2 separate regions of the Mus musculus genome follow, and region 1 is linked to region 2. A link is a contact called in public HiChIP or PLAC-seq data. All regions are on one chromosome and are shown on one strand. The core of a region is the stretch at or near the end of the contact, and the rest is flanking DNA. Distances in the headings are between cores, read along the strand shown. Region 1 holds the start of Wdr54 (WD repeat domain 54). Region 2 has its middle 26 kb from the start of 2310069B03Rik.

Evidence for each region. HiChIP or PLAC-seq counts read pairs in DNA pulled down with a chosen protein or histone mark.
Region 1: an HNF4G HiChIP or PLAC-seq map of pancreatic cancer cells shows a contact between it and region 2. The contact joins the promoter of Wdr54 here to the enhancer-like site in region 2. A contact is called at or near these places in 8 of 39 promoter capture datasets (the 3T3-L1 cell line, 3T3-L1-derived adipocytes, the C10 cell line and 4 more), 1 of 15 datasets of contacts at CTCF or cohesin (pro-B cells), 50 of 484 Hi-C or Micro-C datasets (B cells, the Ba/F3 cell line, the C2C12 cell line and 26 more), 16 of 115 datasets of contacts at active chromatin or transcription factors (the 230-238 cell line, CD8 T cells, the NIH/3T3 cell line and 10 more) and 4 of 9 other capture datasets (adipose tissue, embryonic stem cells, liver and 1 more).

Annotation. Positions count from the first base shown.
Region 1 is chr6:83,152,808-83,158,997 of GRCm38.p6, reverse strand. Wdr54 (WD repeat domain 54) reads left to right here and starts at 2,619. Exons shown (of 11, transcript NM_001362119.1): 1 at 2,619-2,683; 2 at 2,753-2,823; 3 at 3,127-3,349; 4 at 3,458-3,520; 5 at 3,862-3,928; 6 at 4,023-4,076; 7 at 4,371-4,498; 8 at 5,381-5,481; 9 at 5,582-5,744; 10 at 5,948-6,022; 11 at 6,101-6,190. The coding sequence starts at 3,128. It overlaps 1700003E16Rik (RIKEN cDNA 1700003E16 gene), which reads right to left and starts at 2,594. Exons shown (of 4, transcript NM_027948.1): 1 at 2,408-2,594. The coding sequence starts at 2,425.
Region 2 is chr6:82,904,965-82,911,665 of GRCm38.p6, reverse strand. No RefSeq gene overlaps it. Among named protein-coding and RNA genes, the nearest start is that of 2310069B03Rik, 26 kb to the right of the region's middle. Within about 2 kb of position 2,290, at least 137 of the 459 cell types and tissues checked have an H3K27ac peak or open chromatin away from gene starts, as enhancers often do. A contact at or near this core is called in 3T3-L1-derived adipocytes, the Ba/F3 cell line, the C2C12 cell line and 13 more, where this site is marked.

The sequences.
Region 1 (6,190 bases), core at 1,370-3,869, 250 kb before region 2:
TCCCCTCACAGCACTGAGATTCAATCTCCCTTGGCCCTGTTGCACACTGCCACTCAGGCCTGCTGAGCAGGAAAAATGGTTGTCTTGATGTTATCCATCCTCTCTGACTTTCACTTCAACCTCCCGAGTAGAGTAGAGCAGGCCTGCACTACTAGACCGTCTTTAACCACTATTTCTATTCACATCTCATGGAGTTTGCCTAAGATCCCACCTGGGAAGTAGTCTAGTCAGAATTCACATCTGGATTTGTCTAGCTCCAAAACCTGACTCTTGCTTCCCAAACAAAGACATTTGCTAAAATATATAAATGAAAAACATGTTAAGATATTTTTAAAACTCATTTAAAAAGACAGAGAAGGAGCTGGAGAGATGGCTCAACGGTTAAGAGCACTAACTGCTCTTCCAAAGGTCCTGAGTTCAATCCCCAGCAACCACATGGTGGCTCACAAACATCTGTAATGGGATCTGATGGCCTTTTCTGGTGTGTCTGAGGACAGTGACAGTGTACACATATACATGAGATAGATAAAGAAAATGAGGGTTGGTGAGGTGACTCACTGGGTAAAAGTACTCATAGCCCAGCCTAATGACAAAAGTTTGATTCTCAGCACCACAAGGTAGAAGGAGAGAGCCATCTCCTTCAAGTCACCCTCCAGCCTCCACTCGTGCACTATGGCACACGCCCCGCCTTCACCCCACCCCACCCCAAATAAATGTAACAAATCATTAAAGATTCCTGTGACGGCTTGAATAAGAACAGCCCCATAAATTCCTATTTGAACTGTTTGGGAAAGACTTGGAGGTGTGGCCTTGTTGGGAGGGAGGGAGTAGGGGCCAGAGATGAGGTTTCAAAAGCCCATCATTTGCAGTTAGCTCTCTTTGCCTCGTGGGCTCTCAGCTACTCCTCCAGCACCATGCCTGTCTGTGCTCCCCTTCGTGATGCTCCTGGGTGCTTAACCGTTTGGAACCGTGAACCCCAAATTAAACACTTCCTTTTATAAGTTTCTTTGCTCATGGTGTTTTGTGACAGCAAGAGATAAGTAACTAAGAAAAGCCCAAAAGTAACCTAGGGACATAATACTTCACAAAAGAGATGTAGATAAGTAATAATAATAATAAAAAAAATTGTAAAGAGGGCCAGAACTAGGTGTGGTGGCTCACAGCAATAAACCCAGCACTCAGAAGCCTGAAGCAGCTGTCATGTGTTCAAGGCCAGACTGGGCCATGAAGTGAGACCATGAAGGAAGATGGTTCCTTCCAAAATCTACCTCCAAATATAAGTTTTTATCTATCTACCTAATTGTTTCCTATTTTATATTCTCCAATATTCATTCTCTCAGGCAATCCGGTGTCTTCTGTTCTCTACATTCTCAGTTCCTGGCCTTGAATTCCCAGAAACCAAGCGGCTGCCTAGTTCTCCATCTAAAGCTTTGCTTCCTTAAGCCCAAAGCCAACGCAAAACCAAAGAACCGATCCCTTAGGCCTCCCCCCACAGCTAGGACAGAGATGTGGCGTGCACTTAACACAAGAGAACAGAGATATTTTTTACTCTTTCATTTTCTCGAGGTCCTACCAATCTGTTTTATTTTTTAAAATGCCTTGACTTTGGGAGTAAGAGAGTTGACCCCACATTGACCGCTCTTGCAGAGGGCCTGGGTTTGATTCTTAGCACCCATGTGATGGCTCCAAACTGTAACTCCAGTTCCAGGAGATCTGATCCTCTCTCCTGGCCTCTGCAGGCATCAGACATGAACACAGTACACAAACACACATGCAGACAAAACACCCATATACATAAAATTTTTTTTTGACTTAAAGGTAATTGGTTTTTGACCAGTGAGATGGGAGAGTGTTGGTATGGGAAGAAGCTATGAGTTCAAAGGCAACCCGGTCTATATTGTGAGTTCTAGACCAGCCAGGGCTACACATTGAGACCTTGTCTCAAAATAAAAGGCAAGCCATGGTTGCGCATGTGATTCCTTTAATCACAGCACTCTGGAGGCAGAGTTGAGTTGGAGGCCAATATGGTCTATATAATCAGACTGTCTCGATTTAAAAAAAAAAAAAGTAATAATGATAATAAAGTAAGTTTTAAGGTCACCCTCACAGTTGTTTGATCCATTTCGTAGTCCTGAAATTGTCAAGATAGTGATTCATCCATCAGACCCTCTTCCTAGTGCCTCTGGTTTACCCACCAACACGGGTTCCTGGTCAGAAAGGAATTACTATTTGCACTAGTGGTTCAGCTGTTTCCGAATTCGCTTGCCCTTGGCCTGGTCCAGCCGTTGACCCTTTCCCTCAGGGACCGAGGTACAGGCATGCCCATCTCGAACCTAGAGCTAGTCCACTGCCTCGATACCGGCCAACCCCAGTTCTTGCGCACTCCCTAAGTCTAGCTGAAACTCACCGAGCCTTCGTGACTCATTTTCGTGACAGTCACTCCAAGGCGGTGTTTCAGCTGCCTTCAGGACCCTCCATCGTTGTAGCTGCAGTGGCCGCGACCCAACGGTCTCCTCGGCAACCAGGCCCCGCTGAGGGTCCCTGGCGTGGTCCACGGTTGCTTGGTAACCGCGTAGCTGCGCGCCGCAAGTTCCAGCCACAGGCCACGCCCAGAGGCCGTGCGTCGGTGCGTCGTCTCTATGGTGGCGGCGGATTTGGAGGGACCTTAGGATCGCGGCGTCAGGCAAGGCACACTTGAGGGTGGTGGGGGTGGGTTGCAGGTGTGACCTCTAACCTTGGCGTGGGCCTTCAGGTAGCTAAGCTGTGGGAAGAAGAGCTGGAGACCACATTCTGCATTTTAGCTGAGACGTTCCGTACTAGCAGGTATTTACATCATCATTCTTATTGCGGGATTCCCTGGTGGCTGCAACACTCAACCCTGGGGCTCTCTCCAGCTCCGTGGGATCCTCTCCTCCTTGTGACTACTATCCATCACTTTCCTCGGGGATCCTATCAATCAAGGGTCTCTCTCAGTGTCTCCTGGTTGCATCTCATTGTCCTTCTCCCCTGTCCCAGTGTCCCCAGTGGCCTTCTCCCTATTTGTCGTGCCGTGACTCTAGGACTCTCTCTCTCTCTCTCTCTCTCTCTCTCTCTCTCTCTCTCTCTCTCTCTCTCTCTCTCTCTCAGAATGTTCCGCCGCGAGCGCTCCATCCCACTTCGTAGCTCTGCCGCCGCCCTGTCTAACAACCTCAGTGTACTGCAGCTGCCAGCCCGTGATCTCACGCATTTTGGGGTGGTTCATGGACCGAGCGCCCAGCTTCTCAGTGCTGCCCCTGAGGGTGTGCCCTTGGCCCAGCGCCAGCTCCACGTTAAAGAGGGTGCTGGAGTGAGTCCCCCACTTATCACTCAGGTAAGGCAAGGAGTGAAAGAGGTGTTGCTTAAATCAGTGCGATCCTTGTTCTTGAATACCTATCCTCTTGACGCCTTATGTCCTCTTCTATGATGCGCGTCTCTCCAGGTTCACTGGTGTGTCCTCCCCTTCAGAGTACTGCTGGTCCTCACCTCGCATCGAGGGATACAGGTGAGAATAGAACCCTCCTGCCCTTTCTCCAGCGCCACCCCCACCCAATAACACTTTTAGATGTCACATGCGCAGCCCACTCTGCCTCTATTTTTCGTCTTCTTTTGTTCCATTTTCTTCACTCTTCAATTCTGCATCAGCAGTTTGCTTCTGTTATTAACTCTGTGACCCTTGGGCACGGGTAGCCTCAGTGTCCTCCTCTGAAAACTATGGATAAGAATAGTGCCTGCCTCCCAGAACAGAGTTTGAGGATTCCAATGGACTTACCTGGCTGGGTGAAGTGCCCAGAACTCAACAAGGGTCATCTGGATCTTGCTCTCATCCTTGCCCCCATCTTCCAGATGTATGAGTCTGATGGCTCCGTCATGGTTTATTGGCACGCCTTGGACTCAGGCGATGCTTCTTCAGGTACCTTCAGGACCATGTGGAGCAGGGGTGGAGGCTGGGAGAATTCGCTGGGGCTGGGGGAAGTGCTGTTTCTGAGAGCTGCTTTTGTATTCAGTACAGGCTATGTTTGCCCGAGGAATTGCTGCCAGCGTCCACTTCATCTGTGTGGGTGAGCAGACTAGAGACAGGGCTAGGGCCTGTATGTGAAGTACATGATTGTGGGGTCTCAGCCAAGAGGATGCTGAGGGGTTGACGAACTTAGGAAGAGTTAGAGGGAAGCTGGGAAGGAAGGGTATCAGAGACTCTGAAAAACATTTAGAGAGGGATAGTGAATGGAAAGTCAGGCCTGTGGGAGTACTGAGTTTATTACTAAGACTTCTGGGATAGAGGGGGTGCTGGCTGTGGTGACTGGAGACCCAGAGGACTCAGGAAGCCATCAGTGGGACACTGGTTCTGGCTGCAGGAACGTGTTCCGGTCGAGTACTGGTCTTTGATATCCCCGCTAAGGGTCCCAACATTGTACTCAGCGAGGAACTGGCTGGGCACCAGACACCAATCACAGATATTGCCACTGAGCGTGCCCAGGGGCAGGTGAGTTCACTTCCTCCAGCGGTTCTAGTAGCCTGGGAGACTCCTTCACCCTTGGGAGGCCCAGGCGTGGGTATTAGCAATGCTAATAAGCAGAAGTGTGGCTTTGGGTTCATTTGTACGTTCTTAGAAGCAGCAACCTCAGGTCTGGAGAAAAACATACTTTCCACTAAGTGGTGTTTTATACAAATCCCTAACTCTTCTGACGCTGGTGTGAATCCAGAAGTTGGAATCTACCATCTCCCAGACGCTGCCAACCTTGTAGCTTCCTTCCTTTCCTGGACTTGAGCTAGTGCCCCTATTCTGACCCAGTTCAAGGCCAGTCTTTCCAGAAAGCTGTCTCCCAATTTCAACTCCCTCTGACTCTCCCTTAGCTTCACTCTGAGTAGGCCCGACTCTCATAGAAAAAACTCTCTTCTCCCCACTTGTATTGTAAACCTCTTGGGAACAGGGTATGGGGTTTTGTCATTTGTATCCTTCGGAGCAGCTAGTATGTCTGCCTGACACCAACCAGGTCAAGAGGTCTAGGGACTAGTGATGACTGTGGCCCACTGCAAAACCTCCAAAAAGTCAGGACATGGTGGTTTTAGTCTTCCCACCCATCCCAAAAGGACAATTGTACATCCTCTTCTACTCCACAGTGGGGATGGGGGTGGGGGTGGGGAGGCAGCAGTTGTGAGTGCATACAAGGAGCTGCAAGGAGTCTATGCTTGAGAGACTCCTGCAGACGTGTCCATGGTGTGAGCTGGTGAAAGAGCCACCTCTCACCCTTTCCCTGTAGAAGCAGAGAGGCAGGCATGGCCACACCTCCCCTCCTGGTCTGGACTCTGGACCACATAGACTGTAAAGGGAAGAAGAGCTAACCCTGCCTGATTTCCTCCCCAGGATGGTGTTGCTGACATGGTGACAGCAGATGACTCGGGTGTCCTGTGTGTCTGGAGGTCGGGACCTGAGTTCACCTTACTGACCCGAATACCAGGATTCGGGTAGGAGAGGCAGACTAGGGCTATGGCCTTTGTGAGGTGACTTCAGGACAGGGAGTATGTTGGAGTCTGGAGAAATCAACATTGAACATTACCCTTGCAGGGTCCCATGCCCCTCTGTGCAGCTGTGGCAGGGGATCGTGGCAGCAGGGTATGGAAATGGGCAAGTGCGCCTGTATGATGCCAGCACAGGGGCCCTCCACGTCCAGATCAGTGCCCACGCCCGGACCATCTCTGCCCTGGACCTCGCTCCAGAGGTCGGCAAGGTCAGTGTCCTGTATCCCTACGTACCTTTCCTGGTGCTTAGGCGCACAGCACAGGCTTGTCCCTGTCCCCAGTGCGCACAGCACAGGCTTATCCCTGTCTCCAGTGCGACTCCATCCCCAGGAACTGGCACTCCTGCTCACTCCCATCATGTCGGGGCATCTGACACCCTGCCCATCCCTCACAGTGGAGTCCTCTCTTTTAGCTACTGTCTGCAGCTGAGGACACCTTTGTGCACATCTGGAAGCTGAACAGAAACCCAGAAAGTGGCTCTATTGAGGTAAGTTTGCAGACAGGTGGGAGTAGGGGCCCGAGCACAGGTGAGCGGCAGGACTAACCAGCCCTCTCTTCCCCGAAGGTGGAACACTGCCATGGTGAATGTATTTCTGACACCCAGGTGTGTGGTGCTCGGTTCTGTGATCCATTGGGCAGCTCCTTTGCTGTGACA
Region 2 (6,701 bases), core at 1,041-3,540:
AACGTATGTATACGTGAGTGCCGCTACCTCAAGAGGCCAAAAGAGGGCAATGGATCCCCGAAGCTAAAGTTAGAGGCAGTTGTGAGTTGCTTGATGTGTGTTTTGGAAACTGAACTCAGACCTTCTGAAAGAGTAGCAGGTGCCTTAGTTGCTGAGTCATCTTTCCAGCCCTCTAGTCTTATACATGTTGAGTGATGTTGATAGCCAGAGTTTCCTTCTGCTAAACCAGGAGCCACTGATGTCATCTTTGCTTCTCTATGGAAGGGACACATGTACTAAGTCTTTGTGCTATTCCACTTCCAAGATGGACGTGGATTTTACTCCAGGAAAAAAGAGATTGAAAACACATGCACACATACACACACTCCAGCTAAGAAGGAGATTCTGAAGTAAGGATTTTTTTTTTCAAGACAGGGTCTTACTACATAGTTCAGACTGGTCTTGAACTTACTATGTAGCCCAGACTAGCCCAGAATTTGTGATTCTCCTGCCTCAGTTCCCCAAAGTCTTGGGATTACAGGTATACACTGGCATGCCTTTAAGAAGGCTAACAGTTCAGTAAATGGAGAAATTCATGGCTCACTTAGTAGAGAAGTCAGGAATAAGATACCCTCAGGACTGCACAAAGGACTTTAGGAGTCAAGGTCCCAGCCCCTGGAATTAGGATTCAGGGTTAGAGGGAGTCTGTCTGTCTGCCTGTCTGTCATCTTTGCTTGTCTTGCCTGATTTCTTTCTTTCTTGCTGTAAATGGCCCCACTCAAAGAAGCAGAAAAGGTGGCTGCTGCTGAGATGACTTCATGAGCAAAGGCACGTGCTGCTGGCTTTGATCTCCAGAACCCACGTGGCAGGAGAACTGACTCAAGTTGTCCTCTGACCTCTACATGTGTGCTTTGGCACACATGTGCATGCACATACATGCACACATACACAAAATAAATGAATGTTAAAGAGAAAAAGAAATATGGCTGCTTCCACATCCTTTCAGCCACAGATCTTAGAAGCCAAAACTACTTTTTCAGCGTAAACCAAGAATCACAAGGACAGCTCTGCTCATATCACATGACTCCATTGCACCAATGAGTGTGTCCAAGGAAATGGGATACTGTGATTGGCCAAGCCTAAGTCACATACGTGTCCAGGGAGGGAAAGATTACATTATCAGAAGAATGGACATAAGGAAGTTGGATAAAAAAGACAAAAACAGAACAAACAAACAAAACACCAGTTGTAGTTTACTAAAGGTATTTAGATGTAGACAGTGATCTTTCAAAAATTAATGCTAAATATGTTCCTTTCAAGTTAAAGTTTTCTAATGGCTTCTTATGACACCCAGGAGAAATTCCAACCCTTCCTTCTAATTTAGAACTGTTGTTCTTACTTAAGTTTTTTTTTTTTTTACATATATATTACTTTTTATTTTTTATTTATTTTTATTTTTTTCTTCCCTCTCACTCAAGGTGGGCACTCATTGTGGACACGATAAGGCTTTTCCTACCATATGCCAATTAAGCTCATTATTGGTGGAAAGCCTGGCTTCTTCTGGCTATTTAGGCTTTATTTTAAGTATCACTTCCAGAATGAGGACCACCCTGATCACACAGTATAGATGCGTGCTTGTCTGTTGCTGGGATAAAAGACCCTGACCAAAAGCAACTTAGCAGGGGAGGGGAGCTTACTGGGAACACAGTCCATTAAGGTGAGGAAGTATGGCGGCAGGAAAATGAGGATGGCCTGGCAGTCAGGAAGCAGAGCAACCATGTTTCACCCTCACAGAGAGGGGAGAGAAAGAGAGACAGACAGACAGACAGACAGACAGACAGACAGACAGACAGACAGATACAAATACACACAGAGAGAGACAGAGAAACAGAGACAGGCAGAGACAGACAGACAGAGACAGGCAGAGAGAGAAACAGAGAGACAGAGGCCTGGTCCCCAGTGATTAACTTCCTCCAACAAGGCTCCAAACCTAAACGTTCTATAACCTTTGCAAACAGCACCACCAAGTGGCAAACAAGTGCGAGCCTGTGGGAGCCATTTCATATTTAACCTACAACACTACCTACACATCCTTCTCAGCATAGCATTTATCATTAATGTGCATTTCCTCTTTTTGGCTTGTTTATTCTGTTAGAGTTATTTTCCTTCTTACTAAGTCTGTACTTCATATTGTCCCGCACCATAGCCGTTTAGCATAATCCTAGATGCACAGTGCCTAAGACGTGCCCTACAGAGACGTCAACAATATTAACTGAGTGAGTCTGTGTGACCATCGCTGACCTGGCTCGCTGAGTCATGGCAAGAACTAGTGTGTACTCACTCCTGCAGAAACTCACAAGGCTCCAGCTGCCCCGGTTCCACAGCGCTGAGTCATGGCTGCTGGGAATCCTCTGTCTCGCAGGCTGACTGACTTAGTTGCTTTTCTGTTGCTGTGGTAAAACATCAAACAACCAAAAGCAACTTACGGGAAAATCCTTGGTTTTGGCTTTCGGTTCCAGAGGGATAAAATTCCACCGTGGCCTGGAAGCCTGGCGGGCGTGGTGACATGGCAGCAGGCAGTGACTGGAGCAGAAAGCTAGGAACTCACACCCCCAACCACAAGCACAAACTTGGGAGAGTAAACTGCACGCGGGGAGAGGCCATCTAAGCTTGACCGCTGACCCCAGTGACATACAAGACCTCGCGTCTTAAACCTCCCCAAATAGCACCAGTGACTGGGGTCTAAGTTTTCTCCCACCTGAGCCTATGGAGTTCACATTCAAAGCACCACACAGACGCTCTGCTGTGACAGGTAGTGTCAGGGTGTTTCCCTTTATAACTCCCACAGCCTCCCTCTAGCTTGGGTTCTGAACTCCCGCTTAGACCTTAATTTTCTCTATTAATAATTCTCTATTAATAATTCTCTATTAATAATTCTCTATTAATAATTCGTGTTTGGTTATTTGCAGACTAGTCTCTCCTGCTCTTCCTTCCAGATCAAAGATATTAAACTCATTTATCTGAGATAACAATATTCTTTTCCAAGAATAGACATCCTATATAGGAATAGTTGCTTTAACTAATAATAAAAATTATGTCCATGCATGTACTAATTTTATGTATGGTATAGTAAACATTTTTCATACTAATCTCAACTCCAGAAAGTCTAGAATAAATAGTCATATTTGTAGCCAAAAAACAGGTTCAGAGCAGGAGCCTGCTGAACATCACACAGTCATCTCCCAGTGGAGGTGGGACTGTTTTCAAGTCTCTCCAATTCTGAAGCCCGCGTGGAGATGTGTCTCTAAAGATTTTCATCATGCTAACATTAATTCTAAGGCTAACAGGAAAACACAACGAGTCAATGAAAAATATTTTTAGTTGAATATGACTCAGTGTTGGCGTGAAAACATGTCTGCAACACTGGTTAGTGAGGAAGAGACAACGTAGAGGGAGGAGAGTCACCCCGGAGTGCTGGGCGCTAGCCAAGCATGTGGGTTCTGCAAGCTCTGTTGAACGGGGAATGGCTCAGAGCATCAGCACTGGATAAGACACTCAGTGCAGAGGACAGGTCAGAATGAAAGCAAGAGCTCTAGGTACATGTAAACACAGGCACAGGCACAAACAAGAATAGTGCCCAGACCACAGAAGTGAGCATGAAAACACCCATGGAAGGAGTTACAGAGACAAAGTTTGGTGCTGAGACAAAAGGATGGAGCATCTAGAGACTGCCATATCCAGGGATCCATCCCATAATCAGCCTCCAAACGCTGACACCATTGCATACACTAGCAAGATTGTGCTGATAGGACCCTGATATAGCTGTTTCTTTTGTTGCCGGGGCCTAGCAAACACATAAGTGGATGCTCACAGTCAGCTATTGGATGGATCACAGGGCCCCCAATGGAGGAGCTAGAGAAAATACCCAAGGAGCTAAAGGGATCTGCAACCCTATAGGTGGAGCAACATTATGAACTAACCAGTACCCTGGAGCTCTTGACTCTAGCTGCATATGTATCAAAAGATGGCCTAGTCGGCCATCACTGGAAAGAGAGGCCCATTGGACTTGCAAACTTTATATGCCCCAGTACAGGGGAACACCAGGGCCAAAAAGTGGGAGTGGGTGGGTAGGGGTGGGGAGGGTATGGGGGACTTTTGGGATAGCGTTGGAAATGTAAATGAGGAAAATACCTAATTAAAAAAAAAAAGAAGAAGTGAGCATGAATCCACCTCTCCCAGCTGATGTAAGGACATAGGTGTTTGACTCTTCTCTAGCTTTGGCCTTACACTAGTTTCCCCTCTTTTCAGACAGGATATATTAAGATGTCTGGTCTCAGAATGACTTGGCTTCTTCAGTATCCAATCCAATCAATGCCCCGAATTCTTAAACCTCTCTTCAAATCACCTGTAGTAGCCTAGGCCCCATAATAAGCTCTTCCCAATGCCCAGCCCTTACTGAAATGTCTCATGGATGCCCGTACTCTTTAACCACAGAGAATGATAAGCCCAGCTTGTGGCTGGCTGCTCATGGTGGTTTGAGGCAGGAGAGCACTGCTAAGTACTGCCATCTCACTATCGACTGTGATGCTAACTCATCTCTATTGTCACAAGTTTGTGTGGGACAACACAGCTAAACTGTTAGTGATGGCTAGTTCTGGTAGAGATTTTACCTTTAAGTTATATATGATGTGTGTGTGTGTGTGTGTGTGTGTGTGTGTGTGTGTGTGTGTGTGTGTGTGTGTGTGTGTGTAGGCCAGGGTTGATGTTAGGCATCTTCCTCAATCATTCTTTACTTTTTATTTATTTCTGATATAGTCTCTCGCTGAACCTGGAGATGATTAGCTAGCCTGGCTGACCAATGAGCTTCAGAGACTCTCATCTCTGCCCTCCCAGTGCAGGGATCTCAACCATATACCACTGCGCCTATCTTTTTATATGGGCATGGGGGATTTGAACTTAGGTCTGTAGGGAGAGCTGTAGGCAATGCCAGATAGTGACTGCATTAGTTATCTGCTCATTGCTGTGACAAAATATCTTCCCGGAGTCCAACTCCAGCAGGTCAGGGGTCCGAGGGGGAGACAGATAGGAAGTCAGAGATAGGAAGACACATAGACCTGTTATGTTTGAAGCATAACACTCTAATTTTCTCTTCTAGTTTTAAGTATATTTCAGCCAGTTTCTTGTACTGGCTGACAGCAGTTTGCGGTTACAGTGTGGCCAACTGGACTGTTGTTCTTGTTCTAGTTTACAAAGCCTAGCTGAGTTGTCCTTTCTGAGCTGGCTTAGCTAGCCATTTAGTTAACCATTTGCTTTTCTTCTCTTTCACTCCCAATAGGATCATTTAGTTCCCTCTTACAAAGTATTCTGTTTTCTTAAGGTGCGTACCAAAACCCTGCAATTAGATCTATAAGCTACATGACCAGGAGACTCAGACCTAACCATAGTTAGGAACATAATTGCTGTCTTTGATCACTGGCCTGAGTCTCACAGCCAAGAACTGTGGGCTAACAATGCCTGAAACTTCCCTGTTCTTATTCCCTGTCTCACGTCCAGCTGGAAAAGAGGTATTTTCAAGTCTTATCCCTATCCTCCAAATCCCTCATTAGAAGCCCTAGCTACTTGTGTCTTTAAACTCTTCTCAGAAAGCTCAACTGAATCTTGAATCCGTAAGCAGCCTTGTCTTGGGGAAATCAGCACTTCTATTCTATATGGCAGATGAAATGCCCAGGGAGGAGTGGGAAGCTCCCACAGATAATCACACCAAGCTAGTCACGAGGAAAACACCATAGCACCAAGCGCAAGAAACTCTAGCAGCAACAGAGGACATGCTGGGCACAACCCTCCAGGGGAACTGTCTCTTGGAGGTACACGCTTTGTAGCTGCGCTAACCACTGAGCCACACTCCACAAACTCCAGCGCTGGCTGCAGTTCCTCTGGCCTGGACACCACCAATACCTGACAAAAAGCAGTTTTAGGAGAGAAAGGTTTATTTTGGATTAAAGTTTTAGAGGTCATGGTGACAAGAATGGAGGAGCCAGAGGCGAGGTTGCACTGTGTCTGCCGTCAGGACGGACAGAGCACTAAATACTGTTGCTCAGTTTGCTTCATTCTCCCTCCTTCCTATTAAGCCCAGTAGCCCAGCAAGAGGATGGTGCAGCCTGCATTTAGGACAGGTCTCCCCTCCTCACTTAAAACTCTCTGCAAATACCCTCTGATGTGCCGAGAGCTGTGTGTCCTAGGGCATTCTAAGACCAGTCAGGCTGACAATGAAAGCAAGCCGTCACAATGACTTGAACAGAAAAAGAGAATGGCCAATTGGGTCCTCTCCTTAGAAGTATTGAGACCCACTAGGGCTGGGTCGCAAGCTCAGGGCACAGAGAAGAAAAAAAAAAAAAAAAAAAAAAAAAAAAAAGAAGACTGGGTGTGGGTCGGAGATGTAGCTCCGGGCGGGGTAAGTTACTTGCGTGTGCGAGGCCTTGGTTTGGTTCACAGGTCAGAAGCAGCCACTTGTGCGTCGGTGCCCGGTGATGTGTCTAAGATGCGGTGAGTATTGGTAGCCTGGAGTTCATGACGTGTGGTCTTCAGGAGTGAGATGTCAGGAGCTCTAGCTGGGAGGTAAAAGTCAGGGTTCCCAGGAACCGTGGAAAGAAAGAGGAGGCTGGAGTTGGCACGCTCTGTCTGTGACCTGCAGCCCAACAGTGGGTCTGGGAAACCCGTCCTGA